Linked DNA regions of Mus musculus: regions 1 and 2 are each linked to region 3. A link is a contact called in public ChIA-PET data. All regions are on one chromosome and are shown on one strand. The core of a region is the stretch at or near the end of the contact, and the rest is flanking DNA. Distances in the headings are between cores, read along the strand shown. Region 1 has its middle 13 kb from the start of 2810030D12Rik. Region 2 overlaps Arhgef10 (Rho guanine nucleotide exchange factor (GEF) 10). Region 3 has its middle 13 kb from the start of Gm39134.

Region 1 (3,442 bases), core at 442-2,941, 800 kb before region 3:
ATTTGAGCACACTGTAGCTATTTTCAGACACACCAGAAGACGGCAACAGCTTCCATTACAGATGGTTGTGAGCCACCATGTGGTTGCTGGGAATTGAACTCAGGACCTCTGGAAGAGCAGTCAGTGCTCTTAACTGCTGAGCCATCTCTCCAGCCCTCTTTATTTTTCTTTTATGAGTGTTTTGATGCATATACATGCACCACAAGCATGAAGTACCAAAGGAGGCCAGAGGAATGCATCGGCACCCCTGGGAATGGAGTTACAGACAGTTGTAAGGCACTATATGCTGGGAACTGAGCCCAGGTCCTCTACAAGAGCAGCAAATGCTCTTGACCACAGAACTGTGTCTTAAGTACCATGCCTTTTAATTCTGGTAAATCCTCACATTCTCCTAGCAACATAGAAATATGACCTATATACAATAAAACTCACCCACTTGATGTTTCCAGTTTTCAGTGGCTCTGCTGTGTGAGCCTCAGAACAGTGTATCTTTCAATGCCCAGATGGCTGCATGACCCTAAACTCTTCCTCGTGGATGGTCGTCACACAGAGGCTTTTCAAGGGCAGAGGTGAGCATCAGCGTCCTATCCACCGGGTGCTGCGGGTGCTGTTGTTTCTGCTATCATTGAGGCTGTGCTGGGCATTACTGAGGCTGTTGGAGTACCATGGACATCGGGTCTGCACCTCAGCAGGTCCATGTTTGCTTTACTCTTCTGTCCCTTTAATCTCGTATCTCCTCAGTTCTTTGATTATTGGTGCTTTGTGGAAGTGCATGCGTGCGTGCGTGCGTGCGTGCGTGTGTGTGTGTGTGTGTGTGTGTGTGTGTGTTGTGCATTTCTTGTAGCTTCTTGCTGTGAATGGACCCATGTCTTCCTTACACATAGGAATGTTTGTCCCATAAGGCAAACTCTGCCTCTTCTCTTTTTTGTTTTGTTGCGGGCGGGGGGCGGGGGCGGGGGCGGGGGGCGGGGGGCGGGGGCGGGGGGCGGGGCGGGGGGCGGGGCGGGGGGGAGTATGTCCAGGCTTCACGCCTTGCTGGCTAGCGTCCAGGAGACCTACCTTGTCACCTAAAGAGTGAAAGCTTGAGGTCCTGCCCCGTGTTGGTAAGGAGATGCATCAGGATGACAAGCCTTTGCCACCAGAAACCCTCGGGAGTTTTTCCACGTAATGAACCTCCACGCAGGTCAATCTGAGTCTGCACTCCGCTGCTCCAGAGGAGTTGAAGAGCAAAGATGGTCACTGATCTTGTTTCCCATTTTTCTCCCAGTCAGAACCTCTGGTGGCAGAGATGTTTGTGTAGTCACATGGTGGACCCAATGCTTGTTGTTATGTCCCAGCACACGATCAGGAGTCCCCTGACCCTTCAGGCCTTCAGGAGGGGTCACCATGACCTAGCAAGCGTATCTGTTCTCCTCATTGCTCTAGCTGCCGCGTGGTACCTGCTCACTGGGGTGCTCAGTGGTTGCTGACCACAGAAAGCCCACAGATGACTATTTTCTGCCATCTGCTTCATCTGTGGTGGTTTCACCTCATCCTGCGGCCTTCTGTTGAACTCTCAGAGGCACTGAGGAGCCCTGACAGAGGGCAGGAAGTGGCTAAACGAGAGTGCTTTTCCATCCTCTCAAGGCAGAACAAAACCACAATACTCCCCTCTGCTGAAGGGGCCATTTTGGGGGCTGGGCCAGGGGCCGGAAGTATGTTCCTCCTAGAAGACAACATCAGGCCAGGGCATGGAAGGCCCAACCCCTGCCACAACCATACCAGTAGGCATTGTGCTCAGCAATGTTTTAGTGCTAAATGCAGTGTCCCATTTAGAGTTCTAGGTCTTACCCCATCTCCCTAGAAACCCAGGCAATGACCTGTGAATTTGTGTGCCATGCCTGCCCCTCCCCCATGCTCCATTCACCTCAGTTTTAGTCTGGTAAAGTCGCAGGGCCACGGAGAGTGGCAGCAGCTGGTTGTACTTGCTGGGTTTGCACAATTGCAGCTGTGCCCTGTAGCCCTGCCAATGCTGCCATCTGGAGGTTAGCAGTGCCCCCTGGTGGCGCCTGAGAATCAAGAGTCACGGGGACCTGGGTACAGAAAACTGGACAGGCACACTGATCCACCACATGACTTCAGGGCCTCCCAGTCTCTCACAATGTCCAGCACCCAGCTCAGAGAACAGAATCTAGATGTAGAGAACCCGAGGACATGGGGAAAAGTCACAGGGGAAAGGCAGAGGCAAGGGGATTTCCCACTCCCTTAGTGTCACTGGGACTGAACCATTGAAGTAGCCCTCAGCAAAATGGAGCCAAAACCCCTCTGCACAAAGGCAGGTTGCTGCCTGTAGCCCTCTGCGCTTGTATGGGAAGTGTCTCAACGCCACCACGCCCGGCTATCTCAACGCTTTCTTAGCAGGAGTCTGCACACGGATTTTCTAGCAGGCTACTACTCTGAGTTAATTAGTGATGATGCGCTTTTGGATGCATGGAGCAAGTTCCATGCCTGGCAGTGGTGGAGCATGTGCATGCTTTTAATCCTAGCACTCAGGAGGCAGAGGCGGAGGTGGAGGCAGGAGGATATCTGTGAGTTCAAGGCCAGCCTGGTCCACAGAGTGAGTTTCAGGACAGCCAGGGCTACATAGAGAAATTCTGTCTCAACCAATAACTAACTAACTAACTAACTAAATAAATAAATAAATAAATAAATAGTAAAAAATAAATAAAAAATAAAAGCTCTTATTGTCATCATAGAGTCAGCTAAACCATAGCCACAGCCACCACTCAGCAGACTAACACACAAGCGAGCAGTCCTTGGTGTGATCAGTGCTTTCTCATAATGTTTAGAAAAGTACAAAGACTTCCATTAAGAACTTTCAAACTTAAGGCTGAAGAGATGGCTCAGTGGTTAAGAGCACTGGCTACTCTTCCAAAGGACCCAGGGGTTCAATTCCAAGCATCCACATGGTAGTCTCAACTGTGTGTAATTCCAGTTACGGGGGTGGGAGGGCTGACATCCTCACAGAGACATCCATGCAGGTAGAACACCAATGTTAATAAAATAAAAGAATAAAAAGGTGAAAAAAAGAGTTTTCACAATTAAAATATATCTATAGAAAGGTTGGGTCAAGGCTCAGTGAGGGCTTTCCTCTCTGGACTAGAAGTCGCCAGATCACCCCAAGCTCTGGCCACGGGTAGGTCCTCAGCTCCTTAGGTCCTGTTACTCTCTTCACTAAGAGAAGGGCTTGTACACACAGGGGAGGGCTCCCATCCCTGGGACAGAGTCCCTTCTCATTTCAGAGTGAAGGGTCCTCCCCTTTGTACTTTATCATAGGAAGAGACTGACAGCTGACTGCTTTAGAGGGAGGGAGGGGGAGGAGGGAGGGGAGGAGGGAGGGAGAAGGAGGAGGGAGGGGAGGAGGGAAGGAGACTTTCAGTGGGCTGTGACAACTGGTATTCCC
Region 2 (3,191 bases), core at 576-3,075, 950 kb after region 3:
GCAAGGCTGTCGCTGTGTGTGCGCATAATTACATGAGTTGCAGGCTGAGCAGCTCCTCTGATCACAGGTGTGTGCGTTTCTCTGTGTCCATGTTCCACGTTATGGTAAAAGAAGAGAAGCCTTAGGTTTTTGTTTCACCTCTGTGTACTCGGCCAGTGCTTTAGTCGTGGAGTGTGAGCTGTGACTTGAGTTTATTGATGTGGTTATAAAGTAACTGCATAGGAATAAGGGGGAAGCTGGAGTCAGATCAGAGAACGTCTCTGCACACTTGGGATAGTTTATCCAGAATCCTCGGACCCTGTGGCCATGAGTTCACAGGTCTTGGTGGAATTGTAGAGGATTTCCCCTGCCCTTCCTGCTGGAGGTCTTAGCTGGAGCCAGTGACTGCTGTTTGCATGAGGATTCCGAGTGCCATGACAACTAGACGGCTGCTCCAGGCTGCGTGAGGGACCGGAGGCGGCATGGGAGCTTGGTCCTGTGGTAATCCATAAAGTGACAGGCTTCTGTTTGCTCTAGGAACTCACATGAAAGCCATGCCGTGATGAGCCAGAGGTACCTGCTCAAGTGGAGTGTCCCTCTAGGTCACGTGGATGTGATTCAGTACAATGGAGGCTCTGGCGCCGGGGAGCACTGTCGGCACCACGCTGCACACTCACCTGAGAGCCTGGCCGTGGTGGCCAACGCGAAGCCACGTAAGTGACAGCCCTGCAAGCCTGGCCCCAGTTCCCCACTGGAACTGGGATGGCGCGTCTGTTGGGACAGCTCAGTCTGTCAGTCTGTCTGTCTTGACATGGCAGAGCCCGGTGTCTGCGCCTCATTGGTCGAAGGTGGTATGGGAAGACCACAGGCAGGCTCTGCTCTCTGCTGCCTGTCTCCGCTTTTCCTTGGTTCTCCACAATGAGCTCATGTGTGTGGCCTTCACAGTGAGGTGGGAGAGATGGCAGTGCTGTGGGTGACTCAGCACTGCACAGTGGAGGGACAGCAGTGCTGTGGGTGACTCAGCACTGCACAGTGGTTGGAATTGCTATCACTGGTCACCATTTGGCCTAGAGATTTTGATCTGAGAGCAGGAGCCATTGCCATTTCCCCTCTGCCTGTTTAAACGGGAAGAAAGACTAGCTAGTCCATCGGTGACCTCTGCTTCCGATTAAACCCATGAACGGGAACGCTCCATAAACCTTAACAAGCGTTAACCTTCAGGTTAATTTGTTTCTGACACACTCAGAAGCACGAAAGCCTACACTTAAACTCGCTCAGCCTTTTGGTTGGACATGAGCATTTAGGAAAAATCCTTTCTGCTCCTCTAATTCCTAGAATGTTAGGCCATTCAGCTCAGTCATTGCCTAGTAGGTCGGCTCTCTGAACACAGTATTGGTCACCGCCTAGTAGGCTAGCTCTTTGAACACAGTATTGGTCACCGCCTAGTAGGCTAGCTCTTTGAACACAGTATTGGTCACCGCCTAGTAGGCTAGCTCTTTGAACACAGTATCAGCTATTAGACTCTTGAATTTGCCCCCACTTAAAGCAAGATGCACCTTTATCTAGACTCTGAGCTAGAACTGAAATACCACGGGGCAGCCTAGAGCATCCCAGTGGATCGCAGGGAGATGAGCAGCAAGAGGAGGGAGGGAAGAATGGAGGGAGGGGACACACAGGAAGGGAATGTCTTTCCAAATTGTCACAATTCATTGCAATTGTATCCAAGGGGAAACTGAATATCTTTCTATGCGCCGTTAGAACACCCATTAAATTACTCAGGAGTGTCTATTGCAGGTTGTGTTGGGCCTCTGTGAACAGTGATGACTGTTTATACTGCAGTCAGTCCTAAAGTGTGTTTGTAGCCAGGGTTGATCCTCAGTATCCAGACAGCCACTGATGACTCTGATCCAGAGTAGACGCACAGACTTACATTTTTTTTAAAAGCATCTTTCTGTTGGTGACTTGTACTAGGCAAATGGAGAATGGGGTTAGGATCAGTAAGAAACCTTAAGAAAAAATACAAAGCAGGATGGCTTGACCAACTCCCGTGGAAGGAAAAACCGGAAAAGGATTCGTTCTCTTGGAGGCCTGTGTGCTGCTGTGACCTTTGCATCCCAATTTCTGTGCAAAGCTGAGTCATCCCGGACAACCACCACCTCTCCCATAGCACTGTGAAGGCCACAGCAGGTGCTAACCACAGGAAAGTGGGGGAAAGAGGAGCCAGCCAGCGAAGCAGAGCAGAACAGAGCCGGGCTTGCCCACTGTCTGAGGGTGAGGTGTGGGGTTAGAGGCTGAGTGTGGAGCAGCTCAGAGGAGCTACTCCCCAGGAGAGGGGTGCTGTCCTCACGCTGAGCTCAGAAGCATTGCTGTATGTCCTGTTAAGAAGAACCTGTTCAGGCGCCAATCTGTAGTTGCAAGCCGCCCGCGACCTACATGAACTGGGTACTCCTGGAAGGCAGGCTTAGGGTGAAAGAGAGACTAGACGGCGAGAGAAATAATGAAGCCAAGACAAATTTTCTCTGATCAAGGCCCGTGAGTTTACTAAGAGACTGTGCTTAAAAGGGAGAAGCCCCCCCCCCCACCCGCCCCTCCCCCTCCCCGGCCAGTCCATCCTTGGTGACTGTAGCTGCCAGCCCGGAAGACCCAGCGCAACATGGATGTCTCAAAGGTGTCTCAGCAGGCAGCAGGATCTCAGAGAAGAGCAGGGCAGTTGACACCTCAAAAGAAGCCAGCCAAGGCGGAAAGCTGCACGGCAGGTGGCCCCACCTCAGTGATGACAAGGTCTGCACCAGCCCACTACAATGTGGGGAGTCCTGGAGACCTGCAGACCACACTTTGCAGGCCGATGCTGATCTCCTGTCTTTAAGGAAGCTCAGAGATTACCTCAGGGAATGGCAGCTTCTGACAGCAGCTTTTCACACTCTTCAGCAGCGAGGCAGTTGTTCCGCCTTCTAGAAGTTTGCTCTGCTTCTCACTGTGGGTGCGCCCATGCCTTGGCATGACGCGTATCATTGTCCTGCTGCTGATATTGGTGGAGTGCCATGCCCTTTGAGGTGGTGACTTGGTGGGCATGTGACTTCATCTGTTAATGTCTCCCTTGATTAGCCTTTCCTCATCCCCCCGCTTTACAGCATGCCTTACAGATGGGATCCGCAGGACGAATTAAGGGCCCTGCCATCCCCAGGGGGCATTTCAGTTTAATGATGTGGTAT
Region 3 (3,421 bases), core at 504-3,003:
CGTCTTGCTCTTCTGGCCTCCGTTTTGAGACAGGTCACTCCTGGAAGCCTGCAGAGGTGCTTCTCCGATTTTGTTGAGTCATATGTTACCATGAAAACAGTCTTCATGAGGCCTCACCAAATCTCTCCAGAGCCCTGGCTCTGGGGGCCTCTTTGGGCCGTCCCAGTGAGCCGGTTCTAGGCATAGCTGGCTTTTTCTGCTGTTCTTGAGCTGTCAGTCTTTTCTGATTCAGCTGCCCAAAGCTGTCCATTCCCTGCAATTCAGGATTTCCTCAGTGACTCATCATTTTCCAAATAGTAATTTCTTAGGTCCTTAGGGCTGCCTGGGCTGTCAAACATCTTAGCTGCAATTTCAGAGGATGTCCTGACACTACAGAGCGGTTGGAGGAAGGGATCCTGTTCTACAGTCATTCACCTTGGAGCGTCTGTGGCTGCCCTCACTACAGTTAAGTTAAACCGAAGGGCAGAGCATATGAGTCTTGATGGGCACTGTTCTTTCACCCCTTGTTATGACTGGATCATGTGGCCACGATGGACTGCAAGGGAACTGGAGTATCTGGTTATGTTGTATTCCAGGAAGTCAAAGAGAACTTGGGGAGTGAGTGGCACTTTCTGCCATTGTTAAATATGTGGCAGTATCCAGGATTCAAATTTAGTCCAGGGACGTGAGGAGTCGGGGAGTCCCTCACCACACAGACTAGGTGGCTGTTGACATTCGGGCATTCTGTAACACCCAGGGTGCATCTTATTGCTGAAGGCAGTAATTCAGCAACAGGCTGAGAATCTGCATTCCTGACAGGCTTTGGAATTCCAACCAATAGGCTGGAGGGGTTGGACCTGGAGAGAAGCTGGTGGACAAAGCAACCATTTGATACAATGAGCTGATGTCTTGCTACATTTTCTTAGGCTGTTCTCTCACAGTGAGCTGTTGGCACACAGATAGTGGGTAGTTGTTGCACTGGCTAGATATGACCCTGGCAACAGTTATCTCCTGCTTAAGGAGAGTGGAGGCCACTGCAGATGAATATCTGAGCTGCAAGAACCAAAACTTGGCTGGGCGGTGGTGGTGCATGCCTTTAATCCCAGCACTTGAGGTGGAGGTGAAGGGGGTAAGAAGGAAGCAGAGGCAGGTGGATCTCGATGAGTTTGTGGCCAGCCTGGTTTGCAAAATAAGTAGTAAGACAACCAGGGTTACACACACACACACACACACACACACACGCACACCACGTCTCAACAAAACAAAACCAGCAACAAAACAACCAAAAATTTCTGGGCGTGTTTGCATTCACCTTTCTTAAACCCCATCACCGTAGATGCAGAGGCAGGCGGAGCTCTGGGATCAGGAGCAGCCTGGTGTGCAAAGAAAGTTCTGCGCCAGCCAGAACTACATAGTAAGACTCTGTCTCAACAAAGAAACGAACAAAGAGCAAAGTAAACCTCAAAACAAGCCCCTGAGTTTCAAAAAGCTTTCTCTTTTTGATTATTTTCTGTGGTACTGGCTGGCAAGCTCTAACTGGCTGGCTGTGGCCCCTTCAGCCTCAGCACCGATCCCATGCGCAGCTCAGGTCTCTGCTCTAGCCTGGCACTCACATAGGCATTGGGGAAGCTAACGTGCTTCCAGAGGCTCCTTCTCCAGTCAGGACATCGTGCTCTGGACCTAGCTCACTTCCTTCAGAGCGGGGCATACCTTGGGGTGTAGGTGGGGACCAGACACGCCAAAGCCAGGAAGTGACGTCAGCAAGATCCTGCTCAGACAGGGACCCGCTATCTTCTCATACAGAGGCCTGTGGTTAAGAGGTGTCCACACCCCCGTGTGCTGCTTATACAGGGGCCCTGAGTTCACCTCCCTCCCCTGTTCTTGGCTCTTCAAAGCCGCACTTTGGTCCAGAGTTCTTGCATCCTCCTCTTTTGCTTTGTGCATAGTTAGGATAGGGTAAGGCGCTAGTCACAAATGGCATGATGCCGTATTGCTTGATACCGGACTTAGCCTTCCTACCCTTAGGACCCAGACATACATATGATCAGCCACTCAAGTCCTAAGATACGCTGATGCAACACAGACAGACAGACAGACACTGTTCACACTGGAGAGGCTCAGTACATAGAGACAGAACTGGATTTTTTCCCACTTAATACGTGACAGTGGCTGGAGTGCGGGACAGAGTTGTCCTGATCATTCTGACCTAATCCAATAAAAGCTTGAGATAATTCACATTTTCTTAAAACTCAGTTTTGCTTCAACAAAAACTTTAAAAGTTCCTCTAGGGAGAATGAGCGGTGGAACATTTGAAACTTAGCAAATCACTCCAGTTCACTGCCTCAGCCTGGCTTGGGGTTTGACTGGACTCTGCCTTCAGAGAAAAAAACCCCACAGATCCCTAGACTGGAAGCAGACTCCATTTCAAAGACATATACCTCCTCACTTCGCCCGGCAATGGGGAGCTAGGGAAAGGGTTTACTCCATTCTAGCGTACAGTTCCATGACTGTAAAATGATGGGCAATCTAACCAACTATGCTTATTTTTCTTTCTTTCTTTTTCTTTTTCTTTCTTTCTTTCTTTCTTTTTTTTTTTTTGAGACAGGGTTTCTCTGTGTAGCCCTGGCTGTCCTGGAACTCACGTTGTAGACCAGGCTGGCCTCGAACTCAGAAATCCGACTGCCTCTGCCTCCCAAGTGTGGGATTAAAGGCGTGCGCCACCACGCCCGACCCAACTATGCTTATTTTTCAAATTTTCTTCAATCAGATTGCGAAGGGAGAGCAAGGCCTCAGTTTGCTTTGGGCCTGCCTTGGTTTGTGGCCTCAGTGAATATGACTCACATCCTGAAATGAAGCTCACCGCCTGGATGAGTGCCCCTTTGTGGCTAAGTATAAGCTGCACTGTCAGGGCATCATTTTCAAACAAGAATAAAAATGAAGGGAATTCCCAAGAGTCCCTTAACAGCACGACTTAGGAAGCCAAAAGGGGAAAGAATCACAGTTGTAACTCTGGAAGGCCGTCATTAGCGTGGTGAAGGTTAATAGCTGGTGCCCGTAGGATTCTCCAATCATTCCCCATGGACAAAACCTTCTTCCAAAGATTACTCCAATTATAGCCAATCATAGTGCTTTGCTGCACAAGGAATCTCGGCTGAGCTCATGTCACTCCTGTGCACAGGGGCAGTGCCCTCCTTAGACCTTCTGGAATCTGCCTCTTCTCCACCTATCGACATCTGTCTACTTTCTCCGTGTTTTCCCCAATACTTCATCTCTGTGAAGCCATCAAGAAGCCCAACAGACCGAGTTGTCTCTGCTCAGTAGCATCTCTTGTAACAGCTCTTCTGTTCTTACCTCAGAGAAGATTCTTCTTCCTTCCACCATCGCTGGGAGGAGCTCGTTCTAAGTGTTTGAAGGTTAGGAGGGAGGGAAGTCAGAGCCACTC

Evidence for each region. ChIA-PET counts read pairs in DNA pulled down with a chosen protein or histone mark.
Region 1: an RNA polymerase II ChIA-PET map of memory CD8 T cells shows a contact between it and region 3, with 6 read pairs. The contact joins two enhancer-like sites. A contact is called at or near these places in 2 of 115 datasets of contacts at active chromatin or transcription factors (embryonic stem cells and memory CD8 T cells).
Region 2: an RNA polymerase II ChIA-PET map of memory CD8 T cells shows a contact between it and region 3, with 7 read pairs. The contact joins two enhancer-like sites. A contact is called at or near these places in 4 of 115 datasets of contacts at active chromatin or transcription factors (embryonic stem cells, memory CD8 T cells and regulatory T cell precursor).

Annotation. Positions count from the first base shown.
Region 1 is chr8:13,212,075-13,215,516 of GRCm38.p6, forward strand. No RefSeq gene overlaps it. Among named protein-coding and RNA genes, the nearest start is that of 2810030D12Rik, 13 kb to the left of the region's middle. Within about 2 kb of position 1,692, at least 137 of the 459 cell types and tissues checked have an H3K27ac peak or open chromatin away from gene starts, as enhancers often do. A contact at or near this core is called in embryonic stem cells and memory CD8 T cells, where this site is marked.
Region 2 is chr8:14,963,571-14,966,761 of GRCm38.p6, forward strand. Arhgef10 (Rho guanine nucleotide exchange factor (GEF) 10) reads left to right here. Exons shown (of 29, transcript NM_172751.3): 18 at 517-692. Among named protein-coding and RNA genes, the nearest start is that of Gm16350, 4.0 kb to the left of the region's middle. Within about 2 kb of position 1,826, at least 32 of the 459 cell types and tissues checked have an H3K27ac peak or open chromatin away from gene starts, as enhancers often do. A contact at or near this core is called in memory CD8 T cells, where this site is marked.
Region 3 is chr8:14,011,003-14,014,423 of GRCm38.p6, forward strand. No RefSeq gene overlaps it. Among named protein-coding and RNA genes, the nearest start is that of Gm39134, 13 kb to the right of the region's middle. Within about 2 kb of position 1,754, at least 64 of the 459 cell types and tissues checked have an H3K27ac peak or open chromatin away from gene starts, as enhancers often do. A contact at or near this core is called in embryonic stem cells and memory CD8 T cells, where this site is marked.